Linked DNA regions of Callithrix jacchus: region 2 is linked to region 1. A link is a contact called in public Hi-C data. All regions are on one chromosome and are shown on one strand. Each heading gives the region's core, a stretch centred on a gene start, on an enhancer-like site or on the middle of the called end of the contact. The rest is flanking DNA. Distances are from core to core; before and after follow the strand shown. Region 1 holds the start of SRSF1 (serine and arginine rich splicing factor 1). Region 2 holds the start of MRPS23 (mitochondrial ribosomal protein S23).

The links. Hi-C and Micro-C count contacts between places; a contact is called where the count stands out from the background.
Region 2: a Hi-C map of skeletal muscle shows a contact between it and region 1, with 4 times the contacts expected there. The contact joins the promoter of MRPS23 here to the promoter of SRSF1 in region 1. A contact is called at or near these places in 3 of 3 Hi-C or Micro-C datasets (induced pluripotent stem cells and skeletal muscle).

Annotation. Positions count from the first base shown.
Region 1 is chr5:108,328,901-108,332,055 of calJac240_pri, forward strand. It overlaps SRSF1 (serine and arginine rich splicing factor 1), which reads left to right and starts at 1,861. Exons shown (of 6, transcript XR_013535848.1): 1 at 1,861-2,177; 2 at 2,594-2,778; 3 at 3,144-3,155. It overlaps LOC128932145, which reads right to left. Exons shown (of 2, transcript XM_054256231.2): 2 at 1,034-3,155.
Region 2 is chr5:108,484,115-108,487,240 of calJac240_pri, forward strand. It overlaps MRPS23 (mitochondrial ribosomal protein S23), which reads left to right and starts at 1,655. Exons shown (of 5, transcript XM_008997311.5): 1 at 1,655-1,721; 2 at 2,364-2,435. The coding sequence starts at 1,678.

The DNA.
Region 1 (3,155 bases), core at 611-3,110:
ATTGAGGGTCCACAGACACAAGACCAAGCATTCCTGCTTATTTCAATTTGATTTTTTTTCTTTTTCTTTTTTTTGAGACGGAGTTTCACTCTGTCGCCCATGCTGGAGTACAGTGGCTCGATCCCGGCTCACGGCAACCTCTGCTCTCCGGGTTCAAGCGATTCTCCTGCCTCAGCCTCCTGAGTAGCTGGGACTACAGGCGCACGCCACCATGCCCAGCTAATTTTTATATTTTTAGTAGAGACAGGCTTTCACCATATTGGCCAGGTTGGCCTCAAAACTCCTGACCTTGTGATCTGTCGGCCTGCCTCAGCCTCCCAAACTGCTGGGATTACAAGCGCCCGCCACCACACCTGGCTTTTTATTTTTATTTATTTATTTATTTATTTTTTGAGACGGAGTTTCTCTATTGTTACCCAGGCTGGAGTGCAATGGCGCGATCTCGGCTCACTGCAACCTCTGCCTCCTGGGTTCAGGCAATTCTCCTGCCTCAGCCTCCCGAGTAGGTAGGATTACAGGCACGTGCCACCATGCCCAGCTCATTTTTTGTATTTTTTAGTAGAGACGGGGTTTCACCATGTTGACTAGGATGGTCTCGATCTCTTGACCTCGTGATCCACCCGCCTCGGCCTCCCAAAGTGCTGGGATTACAGGCGTGAGCCACCGCGATTGGTTTTCACCATGTTGGCCAAGCTGGTCTTGAACTACTGACCTCAATGTGACCCGCCCATCAAAGTGCTGGCGTGAGCTACCACGCCCAGCCTGATTTTAATTTGAATTCATTACCTTAAAAATCCCTGGATTTAACATAAAAAATCTAGATTTTAGACGTCGGAAAAAAATGTAAAATATTATCTCCCAAGACTGCAGGCAAGTAGATCACAGTCCTGAGTAGCAACCGCGGTCTCTAGTGGTTACGGTTCTCACATCCATTTCGCTCCATTTTATTACCTGAGAGGACTGGTAGTTTCAAAACCTGGTATATCAGTAACTTTTAGGGAAAACTGCACACACGCACCCCTTCTTCCTTCTCTTTATTTGAAAGGAAACAACGGAAACAAATTTGCAAATCTTTTGCGCCAGTCCCACGGATAGGCGACTAACAAGAGATACAGAGGTGTGGGTCCCAGAGGCGGTACGGTGTTTTCACCCCTTCCGGATAGCTAGTACGACCTACCCACCGCGACTAAGCACAAGGAGTGCTGAACTAAGCTATGCAAAGTTCTGACCAGAAGGTGGAACGGTACTTAGTGAAGAGGATTTATTTAGGAATCGAAATCGGTTTTGCTAAATTAGACAAATCTCATTGTCTAAGGAGCCACGCCCTGTTCGCAGGAGGAGAGGGAAGACAAACCAACGCCCCAGCTCTCCAATGGCACCTCAGCTCTGAACTAGACGCACTCTACAAGGATGCCTGGGTTTCCGGAGCAACCGCCCGGTCCCTCCCCCTTTGGCCCCGCCCCCGAGACTCCTTCCCGCCAAAGGCCGTTATCGCCGCAGAGCATGGTGGGACAAGGCTCTAGGCTAGGTTTCACCAAGTCCTTTCAAGGCGCCGAGTTGCTTTCAGAGATCCTCATTCCTGGGGAAACTGACTGTCCTTCAAGACCCGACCTGGAAGACTAGCTCCTTTAGAGAGAGTTCTTTATTTAACTTTTACCAAACGGCCACTCTATTCGCAAACCACCCCAAGCCGGGAACGCGGGGGACTTTTTTTCCCCCTTCGTGCGGAGGGTGACGTCGCGCGTGCGTGCGCGCGCGTACGTTGAACGTAGTCTTCGCAGCGCGTGCGTGTTGGGATCGAATCGCTGTTTCCTTCCGCTTCTCTTCCTCTGTCTCCCCCCCCCCCCATATCCGTGCGCCGAACTGATAAAGGCGCCATTTTGGAGGGGCCGCGGGAGACGTGGTGCCGCTGCGGGCTTGCTCTGCCGTGCGCTAGGCTTGGTGGGAAGGCCCGTTCTCGAGTCCACGTTTTTCGTCGCCGCCATGTCGGGAGGTGGTGTGATTCGTGGCCCCGCAGGGAACAACGATTGCCGCATTTACGTGGGTAACTTACCTCCAGACATCCGAACCAAGGACATTGAGGACGTGTTCTACAAATACGGCGCTATCCGCGACATCGATCTCAAGAATCGCCGCGGGGGACCGCCCTTCGCCTTCGTTGAGTTCGAGGACCCGCGGTGAGGCGGCATGGGGCTTGCAGCCTTGAGGAAATAGGTCCGAGTGGTCGGGGAAGACTCCAAGGCCTTAATATAGAGAACGGGAAGGCGGGGGCTCTTAGAGAGGATGGGGCGAGACTGTATCGCCCATGCAGGAGTCGAGTGAGGAGCTGAGTTGGTGTGGCTTCTCTGGCGCCTCGCCTTGGACGTCCCCGGAGCCCATTCGCAGGCTGGAGCGGGAAACTGAGGCGCTGAGGGCTGGTGTAGTGGCTGGGAGCCTGGCGTGTTTCTGGGTGGGGGAGGGGTCATTCCCATTATGCGGCGCATGTGGGCTCTTCCACGTTGGGTGCGCATGTGCGGGGGGTTCGCTGGTTCCCGACTGAGCGATCTTCTCCTCCTGGTCTTTCTCATGCCTTTTACTGTCTACGATCCCGCAGGGACGCGGAAGACGCGGTGTATGGTCGCGACGGCTATGATTACGATGGATATCGTCTGCGGGTGGAGTTTCCTCGAAGCGGCCGTGGAACAGGCCGAGGAGGCGGCGGGGGTGGAGGTGGCGGAGCTCCCCGAGGTCGCTATGGCCCCCCATCCAGGCGGTCTGAAAACAGAGTGGTTGTCTCTGGTAAGTCTACCGGTTGTGTGGTTGATGTGAAGGGACGGAAACTACTTAAAAATTTTCTCTTGCGTGACCGGTTTAACAATTGCAAATTTTTCATGCTAGGTCTTAAATTGCTTTAGTTTTTGGGTGAATTTAATAAACGAGGATTGCTGCTGTGGTGATTTACCAAATTAGGTTGCGGTACTAGATACGAAGATCCGTTACAAATAATTTTGGACTCTGGATTCCAGAATCTTACCAGCTCTTTACCTGGTATCACTTAAGTACAACTATTAAGTATTTTAAAGTACTCTTTGTCCTAATGTACCTTATCAGCTTAACGTGAAATTTAAGATAATTGATACTAAGAAAAAAAATCGCTTTTTCAGGACTGCCTCCAA
Region 2 (3,126 bases), core at 405-2,904, 160 kb after region 1:
GGGTCTCAAATCACTGGATCCCTGCCTTGTAGACGGAGCCTGTTTTGCTGGACTCTTGAGCCTACCACCCTCCAGCTTTAGGCATAGCTTAAGCGGCATTGTGAGGTCTTGGAAAGGGCTCTGGCTGCCCCCGCCCCCTGCCCTGCCCCAGGCTGACTCTATCAGTTGCTTATCAGACAAGTTATTTAACTTCCTGAGGCCGTGCTTTCTCATCTATAATGAGGATGTTAATAGCTACCTTGTGGGAAGGTATGTGGATTCAGTAAGATAAACACACAAGAGCAGTAACTACTCATCAAACAGTCCTTCCTCCCCCTCACCAGCCTCAGAGTGGGAGGATTCTAGGATGACTTGACTTGGTTCCCAGGAGATATTGTGTGTGATTCAAAACATTCACTGGATTAAAAGTTCAAATATGAATACAAACTCTTGACAAGTCAGGCTCTGAGGCATACATAAAGAAAAAAAAAAGTCTCCCTTCCCTGCCTGCAATTTCACTTCGAGATATTCAATGTTTACACCCTTGGGTGTCCTTCTGCAGAATTTCTATCCTCAAAACACAAACATACATAGAAGTGTTTTCTTTTTCTTATGAGTTGAGATTCCATTAAACATGTTTCTCTGAAACTTCATTTATCATTTAAACATAAATCATGTACGTTAACCTAGGTAAATACATATGGATCTAGCTCATTCATTTTAATAGCTGCATAGGATTCCAAAAAAGGTATGAAAAATAATTTTCCAGACATTTCTCATCTGATGGATTTTTCTTTCCCCACTACAATGTTGCAACGATGATCCCTGCGCAAACATCCTCATGAAATGATGCTTTAATTTCTGTGGGGTTCTTTCCCCAAAATATGATTACTGGATCAAAGGTTATGCACACACAGCTTGCATTTTTTTTTTTTTTTTTTACAGCTTAACACTGAGAGATGACTTTCTCCAGATTTTTTCGTTTCCTTCTCGCCGTTTGTTTGTTCCGGACACTTTCACTTTTCGAGCTCCAAGGAGGAGCTAGCCCGCGACACCGGCCTCGGGAAACACCAGTTGCAGCCAGTATCCCAGTTAGCGTGGATGCAGGTGGCACTCCGAGGACGAGGGGCTGAGTGGGGAGCACTACACAGAGGCGGAGGCCCGAGATCTAGCCTAGCTTGACCCTGGGCAAGTGACGGCCCCTCCCTGGCCTTGGTTTTCTTCTGCGTAGTCTGTGACTCTGAACAGCATCAGGCTAAGCTTGGGCCAAGAGATGGTGACCTCAAATCTCGGCCTTTGTTGGCTTCCCCGGGACTTAGGCTGAGCCTCACCCCCGCTGTGACTCATTATTTCCCCTCCGCGCGGCCCCACCTTTTCAGAGGAGTTGGCTCAACAAGGAAAGAATGAATGAAGTAACCACCATAATGAATCCCTCCCCCAGCTCGGTCATTTACTACTTCTGTCCGGCTTTGGCTCGCTTCCGCCTTTTTGGCTCTGCTATCGAATGCTCCTGCCTTAACCTGGCAAGTAGCCTCAGAACGCTCCCGTTCGGCCTATCACTTGCTTCTGCCTGCGCTGCTCTCCTGCAGTGAAAGCGCAGTGATCCTTGGCTCGGCTAGCAACTTTTGAGCCCTTTACCTGGCGCAGCCGCTTCCGGTTCCGGTAGCAGCTAGTCACACTCTGTCTCAGGCGCTCATCATGGCAGGCAGTCGATTGGAAACCGTAGGGAGCATCTTCTCGCGGTGTGTGCTACGAGCCGCGGTGGGCTGAGGGTGCCTTTCCCAGGCTGGGGTTCTCAGCCGGTCACGCTCTTCCTTGGGGGGGACCTGAGCAGGGGGGACGCGTTCTGCAGGGTGCGGGGGCTGAGCCGGGTGAGGCCCTCTCTCATGTTCTCTCCTGGCTCGGAATAGTTGTGTCTGACGATGCCTCTCTTTGAACTTATGTGTCACGTTAAAGATTATTACAGCTGTCCCTCTTCTAGTGGAGGTCTCTAGGAAGAGAAAGGAAGGAAGAGCCTGATGGGCCTGACTAGACCGCTCTTGAATTTTTCCGTGACTGATCGTGGGTGGGACGCACAAAAGAAGATAGAGGGATTTAACCCCTGAGCGTTGTTAGTTTGGTTTGGGATGTGGGACAGACCTTCCCTGTAGGTGGGGAGCAGTCCTTCCCCCGTTCTGTGTTGCAGACCGCATGATACCTTTAATGTCCCAAGCTGTGCTAGACTGATTCAGGGGCTTTGGCAGGCTACTGCCAGTGACCGAGTTTCGTTTTGCTCCCTCCCTAAGGACTCGGGACCTGATGCGGGCTGGGGTGCTGAAGGAGAAGCCCCTGTGGTTTGACGTATATAACGCCTTTCCCCCTCTGAGAGAGCCCATCTTCCGTAGGCCCCGCTTGCGATATGGCAAAGCCAAAGCTTCCATCCAGGACATCTGGTACCACGAGGATCGGATCAGAGCGTGAGTGCAAAGCCCTATAGTATACGGGAGGCAACAGAACTTCAGAAAGGAAGGTTTCACTAGCAGTCTGGTAATTTAAATATGACATTGAGATAGGGGCTTACCCTGTGGGGAAGGCTTATCTAGCCAAATTGGGGAACAGCACTCCTTCCCCATAGTGAAACAAGTTCTGAAAAGTGGAATCTGGAGCCCAGCTACTGAGAAATCATTGCAATTATAGCTGCATGTTTCTGAGCATCTGCTTTGTGCCAGGCACTGTTCCAAGCTCTTTGTAAGCATTATCTCATTCTCTAGTAGGCCTTACTCTAACCTATAAGGTAGGTATTCTTGTTTCCATTTTATTCAAGAAGACTTCGAGGCTCAAGGAAATTAGCCAAATTCTTGTAATTATTAAAAACATAGGAGGGTGGCAGATCTGGGAATCACATCTCTGACTCCAAGCTTATGATGGTCATTGTGCCTTCTCCCCCAGTGGAGATAGGAGGAACAGTTCTATGGAGCTAGTAGTCCAGATCTTTGAAGCCACTCAGATAAAAAGATGGTTAAAAGTCTAAGAGATTTAAAAATAAAAATCACTAGGAATTTGAAGGAACATCATGTGTTCCTTCTTTTTTTTTTAGCATCCATTTTCTTGTTTTTTCTTTTTCTTAAGCTCAGTGGCAATAGTTTTTCCTTTTTTTTTTTAGTTCAG